Linked DNA regions of Mus musculus: region 2 is linked to region 1. Evidence: chromatin contacts called from public Hi-C data. All regions are on one chromosome and are shown on one strand. Each heading gives the region's core, a stretch centred on a gene start, on an enhancer-like site or on the middle of the called end of the contact. The rest is flanking DNA. Distances are from core to core; before and after follow the strand shown. Region 1 overlaps Zfpm2 (zinc finger protein, multitype 2). Region 2 overlaps Zfpm2 (zinc finger protein, multitype 2).

Evidence for each region. A called contact is a pair of places that touch in the nucleus more often than the background predicts.
Region 2: a Hi-C map of adipose-derived mesenchymal stem cells shows a contact between it and region 1, with 1.7 times the contacts expected there. The contact joins two enhancer-like sites. A contact is called at or near these places in 5 of 484 Hi-C or Micro-C datasets (adipose-derived mesenchymal stem cells, macrophages, nephron progenitors and 2 more) and 4 of 115 datasets of contacts at active chromatin or transcription factors (embryonic fibroblasts, embryonic stem cells, pancreatic cancer cells and 1 more).

What each region holds. Positions count from the first base shown.
Region 1 is chr15:40,955,122-40,960,942 of GRCm38.p6, forward strand. All of the region lies in intron 5 of Zfpm2 (zinc finger protein, multitype 2), which reads left to right. Among named protein-coding and RNA genes, the nearest start is that of Gm46502, 220 kb to the right of the region's middle. Within about 2 kb of position 3,205, at least 55 of the 459 cell types and tissues checked have an H3K27ac peak or open chromatin away from gene starts, as enhancers often do. A contact at or near this core is called in adipose-derived mesenchymal stem cells, embryonic fibroblasts and pancreatic cancer cells, where this site is marked.
Region 2 is chr15:41,025,777-41,031,597 of GRCm38.p6, forward strand. The region is part of intron 5 of Zfpm2 (zinc finger protein, multitype 2); the gene reads left to right. Among named protein-coding and RNA genes, the nearest start is that of Gm46502, 150 kb to the right of the region's middle. Within about 2 kb of position 2,720, at least 42 of the 459 cell types and tissues checked have an H3K27ac peak or open chromatin away from gene starts, as enhancers often do. A contact at or near this core is called in adipose-derived mesenchymal stem cells, embryonic fibroblasts and pancreatic cancer cells, where this site is marked.

The sequences.
Region 1 (5,821 bases), core at 1,955-4,454:
TCTTAGGCACAATCAACCAAAAAGCATATACCTTTTGAAATTTAGCACTTTGTGTCTAGGCGCATGCTTCGGGAAGCACTATCTTGCTGTCAGATTCCAGAAATCATGCAGGATGAGAAGGGAGCTGAAAACCTTTGCAAAGCCCACATTCTGCCCCATGATGCTTTGTGAAGGGCAGAAGGCTAACAGGGAAGAAGGAGCCCCATGGCTGGCAGAGTGCTGCCTTTGATTTGCTCAGTGTGACATCAGCCTAGCCAAGGTCTTGTAGCTACAAAAGGACCTGCAGTTCAGTGATGACACATCAGGAGACAATTCTCATTGAGACAGGAATGTGGTCTTGTGTATTGAGTTTTGCAGGCTGGGGTATGGGGGTTATAGCCTTGTGTGTTTTTTCTATCTTTAAGTTACCGACTAGCTCAGCATTCACACAGAGACCTCCCAAGTCTCACTTCTTCGTGAATATTGCAAAGCCTTTTGCTTCTCATGTTTCATTTCTTTCGGCTTTCTTTTTTAACCAAATAGACCTACTGAGATCAAAGATTTGTTTGCTCATTGAACCCAGAAACTATGAAAGCATACAAGGGAGCAAGCAAATAAGCATCTCTATCCATATATTAACATATGAAACACTAATCATTACATCAAAGACTCTTAAAAACTTGCTAGAAACAATTACAACTTGTTCCTATAATCATTACAATTTGTACATTTATAAGAGGATTGCCTCCAAACTACCCTGTGCCTTTGAAAGTTGAAACACCAGAAAGAGGGAATTTGCAAGCTAACCAGGGTCTGATTATATTCCATTCCCTTCCATAATTGCTGGTCACAGAGCCACCAGTTTTCTAACTTGAAATATCGGTGATATTCTGACTGTATCTTTTACGTAAAAGAGAAGTGAGAATTCTTTTGTCTGTGTCACTATCACGTGTCAGAATAGAGTATCATGAGTCAATGTACAAGTCTGTACATACTGAATCCCGGTTTGGAGAAGTTCTTGGTGGATCAGACCCATTACGATGATTAGATTTCTATTGGCCAATCATAACTGATCTTCACTGTAGGGATACAGTAGGAAAGGATAGTGTAAATAGCCTTCCTTTCAAATGATCCAAACCCAATGCATTTATATCTGGAATTATTTTAAGGAATATAATTCTTAATTAAAATTATAATTCCAGAGTCATTTCAGTCTAGTGCTTTAACTTGAGCATTGAACACAATTTTGTCTTTGTATTATAGTTGTCTATTCTTCAAGCTGTTTGTCAATAAGCATGTTCTGGAAAATCTTCAGAAGATTATTATTTATCATCAATTAACTCATAAAACATGTACCAAGTCTAACCATGTACTAGTTTTGTACATTGATGGCCATTATTTTGGGGCACTCCTTAGGTCCTCTTTACCAATCTTGTAACAAATCATAGACACTTCTCCTCTTGATTATCATTGTCTTTCTTATGATGAATTGTTATGTTCCAAAAAAGCAGATGCAAGAAGTTAGCTATTTCTCTTTCCTATCCCATCTACTGTCTATTTACTGAGAATAAGGAGTATGCTGTATTCATTCTCTGCCATTGACCAGGCAATCTCTCTGCACAAACAAAGTGGAAGGAAGGAAGGAAAAAAGGGAGGAAGGAAGGAAGGAAGGAAGGAAGGAAGGAAGGAAGGAAGGAAGGAAGGGAAGAGATATTAATTGATGGGTTGGATAGATGACTTGCTGCAAATCACTGCAATAGGCATATCACATAGAAGGTTTTCAAATAATGAATATCATGAATTGCTGTTCCTTTTTTCTTTCTGGCTGTTGAAGGCTACTCACCAGTGTTGAATTTATAAGACTTATACTTGACCTGCAATGAACCCTTTAGTGCATCATTTCCTCTCATCCTCTGTGACATACCAGATATGTGTCTCTGTTTTACAAAAGATAGGTAAGAGAACTAGTTAGGTAAGTTGTGGATTGTGGTCATGAAGCTGATAAACGTTCATTTAGCATAAGGTTTATTTCTACACACTAAAAGCTATCCTCTCTATAAGAAGCCTTAAGACATTTCATGTTTTCTCCACTTTCTGCATGAGATTGGGAGAGACCAAATAATGTTCTGCAGTCATACAACCTAACAAATAGAGGCAAACTTTAATCCAGGTCCTTGCTACTCCAAACCCTGTGTTCTTTGTGCAATATGATCCTACCTTTCTCTATCCAACCATTTCATCATAAGTTCCTTCAAAACAATCAGATCATGATACCCTAAATTCATAAAGAATATATCTTAAAGTATAATATTTCTCCCCAAATATGCTGTAGGATCCTAAAATTAAAGAAGAGCCAATGACCAAATACTTGCTGCATGTTATAATTAGTCTTGAAAACTCACCATGTATGTTGGCAGTAATGCTTGGCCGATTACTGCAGTCATTGAAAATGTATTTTAGTTCTCCTGCAGTTAGTGCCATAACAGTGCTTTCCTGAGTAACAAACTTTGGGAAACCACATCAGGCTACCCAGGTCTCTCCCAAGGCTTCAGAAAGGATTGAAGGTAATTTTGAGTACTCAGATTGACACTGGAGGGGGCAGAGTATCCTGAGTTTCTGTGAGTCGTAGAAAAATATAGAAATAAGTCTTGTGGTTTTATAGGTTCTGACCTCTGTGTGTCTCGGTCCCTCTGTCTATCTATCTCTCTGTTTTTGTCTTTCTTTGTCTGTCTCTGTCTGTCTCTGTCCCTGTATCTATCTATCTCTCTGTCTGTTTCTATCTCTCAGTCTGTCTCTGTGTTTGTCTCTGTCCATCTGTCTATCTGTCTCTCTGCCTGTTTCTGTCTCTGTCAGTCTCTGTCTCTGTGTCTGTCTCTGTTTCTGTGTTTGTCTGTCTCTCTGTCTCTGTCTCTGTCTCTGTCCCTCGGTCCATCTGTCTTTCTGTCTCTGTCTATGTCTGTGTGTGTGTGGTATATATATGTCCATGCAGTATATGTGTGTATGGTGTATGTATAGTGCATTTTTGTGGAGAATAGAGGGTACAATCTTCTTGTATAGCTGAGACTACAGGAATATCCTGGAGTTTAGGAACAGCTTGATCCAGTTGCCCAGACTCTATTTTCAGTCTGCTTCTGTCTTCTGACTTCCCTTCCTTGTATAAGCAGCTAGGAAGTGGCGGCTAGCTCCAGACTTCTTCTGCCAGTACAGTAACACCAGTGAAAACATGACTTTTGAGCAATATAGAAACAGTGACTCACTATGACTCTCACTAGCATTCCTATGCTATGCTGGAAGCCTAAAAGAACTAGCTGGACATGAGCCAGTAGCGTCATAAAAACTAGTAACTTAAATACAGCCTTGGAGCTGTTGCCACAGCACGGGGTTGCCTGTGGCAGTGTCCAGGTACCTGAACATATGGACCATCAGTGCCAAAGTCTTTTGAGCTTTCACTAAGGAAAAAATATAGGTTCCTGCCGACATTTCTGTTTTCCTTATTTGTTTTCCTGCCAAACACACACATACACACACTACTTGTGAATTCTGTGTCAATACCATTACCACAGGACCCAACTATCTCAGAGCATATCATTAAATAAAATATAAATTTTGTATGTATAGCATTTTATAAAAGTGGTTTAACTGGGAAAATTTTAGTAGTGTTTGTTAAAGAATAAAAATAGGCTTCATCCTGTTACTATTGATGACTCAGACTTACTTAAAATACTGTTAAATATAGCTAATGCCAAGAATAAATATAACTATAAAGCTTTTATTTTCTAAGCATCCATAAAATAAGTATTTAAAAGTCACATTTTTGTCACTTACAGCTATTTGACAAGCTGGAATCGTTCTATTTAGCCAAAAGAAAAGATAAGACAGTTTTTGACATTAACATTCCTAATCTGATGTGTTTTTCCTGCCTCAACTATCCCATGTCCTTCCAGAAAGTAATTAGGTCATCCAGACAGTGAAAGGCCAGGTTTGTTGGTCATCTGTTTGTCGCCATTATTCTCAACAGACCCCAGATAATTCTCATTTCCTTATCTCCAGAGGCAACACACTCAACAGCCCCACACTGGAGTTAAAGAGTACACTGCTGGAGAAGTGTGCATGCTCCAATGCTACTAAAACCCACCACCTAAGTACTCTCTTCTTTCCATGGAGTAGGAGGCATGGCTACTTTTCTATGAAAAATATGAGAGAACTAATCGGAATATTCAAAGCTAAACTTTTAGTTTCTTCTGTATGGTGTTTGTTTCAATCATCTCAGTTTCAAAGTTTATTTTCATGCAGGTATTTCTAAATAACTCACTCACTAGGTCTCTGTACTAAGTCAAAATGCCAATCAAAATAATGAAATACTATTAAATAGCCCTCATTTCCCCTTACTACTGATTCTTTTATATGTGAGAGCATGGTATCATTGTAAAGGCTCTACATGAATTCAACGCCAATCACGTACCCTCTCTAGACACTTGTTTTCATAGCCTTCCATGGTACAGTGTTCCAGTGGCTTCTTGGTGGAATTTTTATGGGGAAACACCTAGACTGTCTGTGTGTGTTAAGACAACTGTAATACCCCTGATTACTATCCATTCAACCAAGTCTACCGTTAGGGTAAAAAAAAAAAAAAAAAAAAAGTATGAGTTAGCAGACAATAGCACCAGGCCTTTGTGATGATGTATAAGAATACATGCCTATCTGTTATTTAAGAAGGAACAATTCTATAGCTTTCACTAAGTAGCACTGAGTCTACTTATCTAGCCTTAAAAATATATCATAAACTCGGAGACCTGATGCCTTAAGAAACCATTGACTTTGTTATTAATAGGACACAATGTTTCCCTGTTTTTAACATTTATTTGTTTATTTGTGTACCTGTTTGTATATAATATTTGTGTGAGTGGTATGGAACACATGTGCTATGACACACATTAGCGGTCAGAGAACACATGTAGGAGTGGATTCTCTCATTTTGATCTTTGATTCCAACAACTGAACAATCTTATATTAGTGTGATTATTAATGTGATGATAATATTAATACTAATAATAGCTGTTCATCAGGCATTAAACTTTTTCTACTCTACACACTGTTCTCATTGTTTTCAATCCTGTTTATTATTCCAACATCTGCATGATACAAGCAGAATAATTCTATTCTACAGAGGAGAAAGCTGCAGCTCAGAAGCATGAAACTCAGCAATACAAGTAGCTCCTGTAATAAGAAGCTGGCATTCAGTCTCAGGACTAGTTTCATGACTATTTTTTTTTAAAGAGTTGGTACGGCTTTTGAAGCCACCATTGTCTAGCGCAAGATTATAGGTTATTGTTTTTTCTTTGACATATTGACTAATGCTTCTCAGTGATGTTATTTTTTCTTCCTTTGGTTTGTCTTTGAAGAGGAAATGCTCAAAAACAGAAAGGGCAGCGATCGCACAACCTATGTTAATCAGATTAATATTCAAAGTTCCAAGCTGTACTTGTATACACATTTAGTCATGCAATTAATAAATTAATACTTTACTGATTTTCTTCTCTGTGCTAGGCACTGATAAAATAATGATAGAAATGCTAACGTGATCTAGCTCGGGAAAGAAACTTTCTGTACCCCAATCAAACTGATCAATCTTTAAAAACAAATACTTTTTCTTATCAGCACCATGATTCATCTTAAAACAGAGGGTCTGCTGAAGTTTGTTTGAACATTGTTACAATAGCTTTGAACATTATGATAGCCAGTTTTCAAAGTAGTCTGCCAGCTAGTGTTTAACTTTACCCAGAGGGTCTAATATCATACAAATAATAAACTAATTTTAAAAGAAAACAGTGTTCACCTTTAA
Region 2 (5,821 bases), core at 1,470-3,969, 70 kb after region 1:
ATATTTGTAGTGGTTTTGAAAGAGCTCTCCAAAGCCCTTGCTTATGATACCCATAAGCATTGATGCCCACCGTCCTATGTGGATGGTCTTGTGGCTTCTTGTAACTTCTCTGTGTCCTGCTCTCTGCATCATTAAAAGGGAAGCTAGGTTGCAGTGTGCATGTACACTAGGGCCCTTCTCACCCACACCCCCAGCAGAGTGAGTGCTCTCTACATTCTAGCCCCATGATGGTGTATTTCTCTCTTTCCCTATTTCCACTCAGCTTCTCACCAGCCAACCTGAAGCTTTGTTACCATTTTGGGCTCTGACCTTTGTCCCTGTACTCTCTCTCTCTCTCTCTGTGAGCTTTGTGGGATTTTTGTTTGTTTGCTTGTTTGTTTTACCATAAACCTGTAACTTTTCAGTTGTACAAGGTAACAAAAGGCATTTTGAACAGATTTTCAAACAAACAAACAAAACAACAAGGATATTGGATGCACAAAGACCAAAGCAGTTAATGCCCCTTTCCTAAGGAATTGGTCAAATCTTTATTGTATTTTTATAGCTGTTTCCTGATTTCACTATTAAAAAACATTTATACTCTGTACTTTTGAGCTAATTTTCTGACATAGAGTACATCATTCACCCAATGACTATAACTCAGATTCATGCCTTAAATATTCTTGGATAATTAGAACTCCATTTAAGAGACTACTGTGTAGTGGTTTACCTAACGCATAGGGCAGATTGTATCCTTGTGAGGATCCTCCACAAACTAGCCGAAGTTCCCATTTCTGTGTATGCTATGTGCTCTTTCTTACTATGACATATATATACATGTATATATATATATATATATATAGAGAGAGAGAGAGAGAGAGAGAGAGGGAGGGAGGGAGGGAGACAGTTCCCATTTCCATGTATTCTGTGTGTTCTTCCTTTCTATGACATTTTAAGCTCCTCAGATAGTAAATTTGGTGAAATTCAAAATCCATGATGTGAAGTTAAAATAAATTAAATTGTAATAAATAATAATTCTATTGCTTTTTAATTATTTTACTCATCTGTGATTTAATATTTTGAGTTTGTTTGAAACCATTATGTCAGCATAGTAAATATATACATGCATACATACATATATACATACATGCATACATACATACATGCGTACACATACACATGTTGTCTATGAAGGTGTATCAGCATCACATTGCTAGATTAAATTTGGCCATGGTAATGATGTTTGTTTTATGTAAATTGGCACAAGCTACAAACTGAGTATTATTTGTTTCTTACCTAGAGAAATCAAGAGAATTGTTTAAATAATGTCAGTTAAACTTTACAATGTTCCTTATCTAGCTAGCCCACTGGGAAAAATGCAAAATTTAGAGAAAATCACATTGTGGTATTTAAAGGTCTGACCTTGTCCCATGAAGTCACTGCTCATCCCTAAGGCAAGCACTATGTTCTGATATATGTCTTTGGTGTTTCACTTTAGCCTTGCGAGGACACCAGAACAAGGGAGCAGCAGTCATATTAGAACAACAGCTGTCGGTCATCTACAACTTAGTCTGACTATGGAAACAAAAATTGCTCAAAGACCAGAAAGTGCATTCTAACTTGCTGTGCTGAGAGACAGCTATATGTTTTATTATTTGGTTTGTATTATGTACTACATGTGATTTCTACAAATATATTAGGAAGCCTTTATATGTGTGTCTATATACTCTCATTCATACATGTTTTTAGGGGGTCAAATAGTAAACATTTTATTAGGCTGTCATTGAAACTAAAGTTTATATATTTTAATGGTTTTGTTTAGTGATAAATAGCCACAGAGTGATAGAGCTAAATCCCAGTCTACATCTAACTTATTCAGTTACAATTTTTTTTGTATTGTCAAAATGTGGTTTTCAGACAATCTGCTCCAGACTCCTCTGCTGAGAGGAGGCCTGTAGATTTCTCAGACCTTGATCCAGACCTCCTGATTCAGAAGTTCTGGGGTTTGGGCCAAGAAGCCTACAATTTCCTATTCAGTCCACCTGAGCTATATGTAGCCTCTAATATAATATGTATTAATAAATTATAAATATAATATTATTGTCTTTTCTCTCAAAGACAGAATGGCTAAATTCTCAAGTAGTTTTTCATAATCTGAAACCATGTCCATTTGGAGGTCAGGGAAAAGGGACGCTAGCAGGCAAAATGACTTCTCTTGGTTTGACTTGTAAGAAGTAACTTGTAGCATGTATTCATCTGTTTATGTGACTTTCATTAACATGCATATATGTGAAGAAATATATACGCCCATTGTGTTATACATGATATGTTAGTGTATGTGACTCATATACTACATGTGATAATACTGGGTCAGGTATGTTAATAACGAAGCAGTGCCCCGCAGAGCCCCTCTAACACACTTTCCATGATTTACAGGAAGTCTTCTAAACCTTGTGTGAGATCATGTGTTCCTATTATCAAGAATTTCCCAGAAGGGATGTATTCTCTAAGATCCCTTGATTTAGTCAAATCTGGACGCCCAAAGAAAACATGTAGCTGCCTTGTGTGCTTTTTCACAAGTCTAAAAGAGTCGGAGTGACTTCCTGAGGTTTGCAGTCTCATCCCCTCTCACCGTGTATCAACTCCCTAAGAGTTTTAAAGAATGCAGCACAACAGGGGAGTCACTTAAGGCAGCAAATTCATCTCCACCAATGCTGAGCCTCCTGTGACAATGGATTAATCATCAAAGTCGATTACTCTGTCACATTCTCCAAGGGTGAAATCACACATCTCACCACTGGTGTGTGGAGCAGGCATTGCCTTCATCTTCCTGGCACAGATACAAACTGTGAGCAACTTTTATGCGCTGCAGACTTGGAAGTGCTGATACATTTAAAAGAGAGCTGCCTTTCCAGCATCACCTGCCCTGTGGCTGCTGAAAAATTATACTCCGTGCATGTCTCTCAATATTCCCCACTGATAGGTCAGCAGCTATTACAAAACTGCCCTGATAAGAATCTGCTGGGAGCGTCAAGGATCGAATTAACCCAAATGGAACCACTGAGTCAGAGGAAAGCAAAGAGATGAAGCCGAATGGCTAACAGCTCTTTCTTTTCAGAGTGTTTATATCACAGCCTCCCTTCGTGACAAAAAAATCAAACTCTTAGTCTTTTGTATAAGATTGTGCTCGTCATCCCTGGGCTCAGTCACTTCCATGTTCTCTGATAAGAGCTGCGTTGTCATTGCGTCTAATACTCGTCTTACATTATCTGCGTTCCCCTCCCCTGTTTCCATTTATTTCAACTCCACTAATAGGTTACTCAGTCCTTTACATTAGAAACCATGACAGTGTTTTCCATAGTCTCCATCATACTCACCTTGGGGTGGATATTTTACCAATTCTTGTCAGATAGCTGTTAAATTACGTGGAATGGTGTTCCTAGACTTCGGTGGTGGTTAGGGTTTTGTTTCATTTGTTTGTTTGTTTTCTTTTCTTCTTTTGAGACATGTTACTAAAACGATCTACAGTCTTGCACAGTAGGAAAGGAGGATGGCTTTGAACTTGAGATTCTCCTGCCTCTACTCCTGAACACGAGGTCTGATGGTTCTTTAGATTGGAGTCAAAGCTTCCTGCGTGATGAGTAACGGCTGATCCCCAGAGAAATATTGATTGAATTATTGAGTATTCATTACAGAAAAAAATGTCCATGATTAATACACGAAATCAGAGTATGAGTGAGTGTATTAGCAACACACCTTGAGCTTTGTTTGTTTGGATTTTATTTTCTTTCATGCTTACACAACATAGTCCTTCGGTCTCAGTGCAGCATAAATGAGTTGTAGTTGATTGCATAGGCTCCGAAATGGTCAGTTCTACCTCATACCGTGGGTAGAAGGGAGCTATATTGGACTGTGAGCTCCTAGACTCCTGATTATATACTTACTGTGGAGCCTGACTTTGGACTATAGACAGTAGCATACTGTATAAACATGAATAAACTATACAACTTAATTTTATTATCTGTAGAATAATATCAGCAGGGTCTGAAAACTTAGTCACCAAATATGTGAGATCATAATTAGTCATAGTAATCCTGGCAAAAACATTGGGCCTCAATAAATATGTTGTTCCCTGATTGTAGGTTGGCGCCACCTGGTGGTCGCTGCTCAGCCTCGCTCATGCCTCTAACGGGGTTGAGGGTGTTGGGGCTAAGGAGGAGACAGCTAGAGTCCAGGAGACAATTTGAGTAATCTTTGGTTAGTTGATACCAGGATTTTCTGCCTGATGGAGAAAGATTAGTCCTGAAGAAGAATCCTCACATTTCATGAGAACATGAGAGCTTTACTGTATATCCATTTTCAAGCTGTAGGAAGATGAAAAATGAAGCCATTCACCCATCTGATGGTAGCTGTGTTTATCTAACCATCTGGCACATTGTTCAAAGACATGATTGTACTCTGAAGGCTTGTACTAAAAAGCACAAGTGAAATTATGACTTTCAAAAGGCTTTCTGTAAGTTCAAAGCATTGATGGAAGAAACATAAACAAACAAGTAACGTACAGTTCTCATTTTTCTAGAGGAAATTGTTCAGTGTTAATCATAAATGTAATATAATTTTGTACCTTTTCACTTTATACATATATATTTCCATTGTATTGGGTCCTTGCCTTGATTCTGTCTTCACAAATGTCTTTTCAAAATGGAAACTGCCTTAGTTCAATCTTTGCAATCCTCCTGTTTATTTCCTCACAGTCATACCTCATTGTACTATAAGTTTGTATCCCCTGTCTCGCACATGATTTTTGTCTTCACTTGACAAGACCCAGTTAGTTGTCAAGAACTGATGTATTAAAGATGATCCGTTGATAAAAGTCAGATTCTAGCCAACACCCAGGATCTACTGCTGTGAAATATACTACTCCCATGTCACTCCCATTGCCTAAACTATATGTGTCCCCAAACCACTCTTGTAAGATTGGTTTTTTAGCACCTGTGATGTTCAAGTATACATTGTCTTCAAATCTGTAACAATCTCCCTGATATCAGTTGCAAAGCTTACATATTTACCCAAACACAATTTAACTGACAACTGAGTTGAAGGCAAAGGTAGTAATGTCTGACTTAGCTTTGCCTTCAGCTTAGTCGTCAGTTAAATTGTGAAGTTAGTAATTGAGATGTTTCAAGGTGATAATGTGGTACGTTCATTCTGTGATAGTTGGAAGCATTGGTGGTTCTACACTAGTTCTTTGATATAAATTTGACCACAGCAGTGCACCCCTTCCATGACAAGTCAAACAAAAGGCATAACCATAAATAACTCAAGCTTTTGTAGAGAGGTCCTAAAATGCTCAGTATCATGAATTCTGGATTAGACACGTTTGGGGTAGTTTTTTCACTCCTTTGTTGATTAGCTTTTTGCTTTAGATATATTAATCAACTTTGTAAACCTCAGTTTACACCTATATAATATTGGGATTATAATAACAGAATCTTACAATTTTTGGAGAATGACTTAACATTGTACATAGAAGCATTAATCACCAGTGTTCAATAAAAAAGTAAAACCTATCGCACATTAGTAATTGTCACTGTGCTCTTTAGCAACACTGTTACTATTGTTTGTCTTTACTTGATTCACTGTAAAAGAAACTGATGCTAGATTCAATCAAAGGCAACAGGCTTGGATAGCATCATGGCTAGCAGGGATCTCTGGGCCAATAGGCCCTGTGATTAATATTTTATGACAGATTCTAATCTTGAATTAATTTCAACAGCCTTGATAGATCAACATGAGAAGAGAGTTATTTCATTAGCTAATTTGCATCTAAGAATAATGTGTG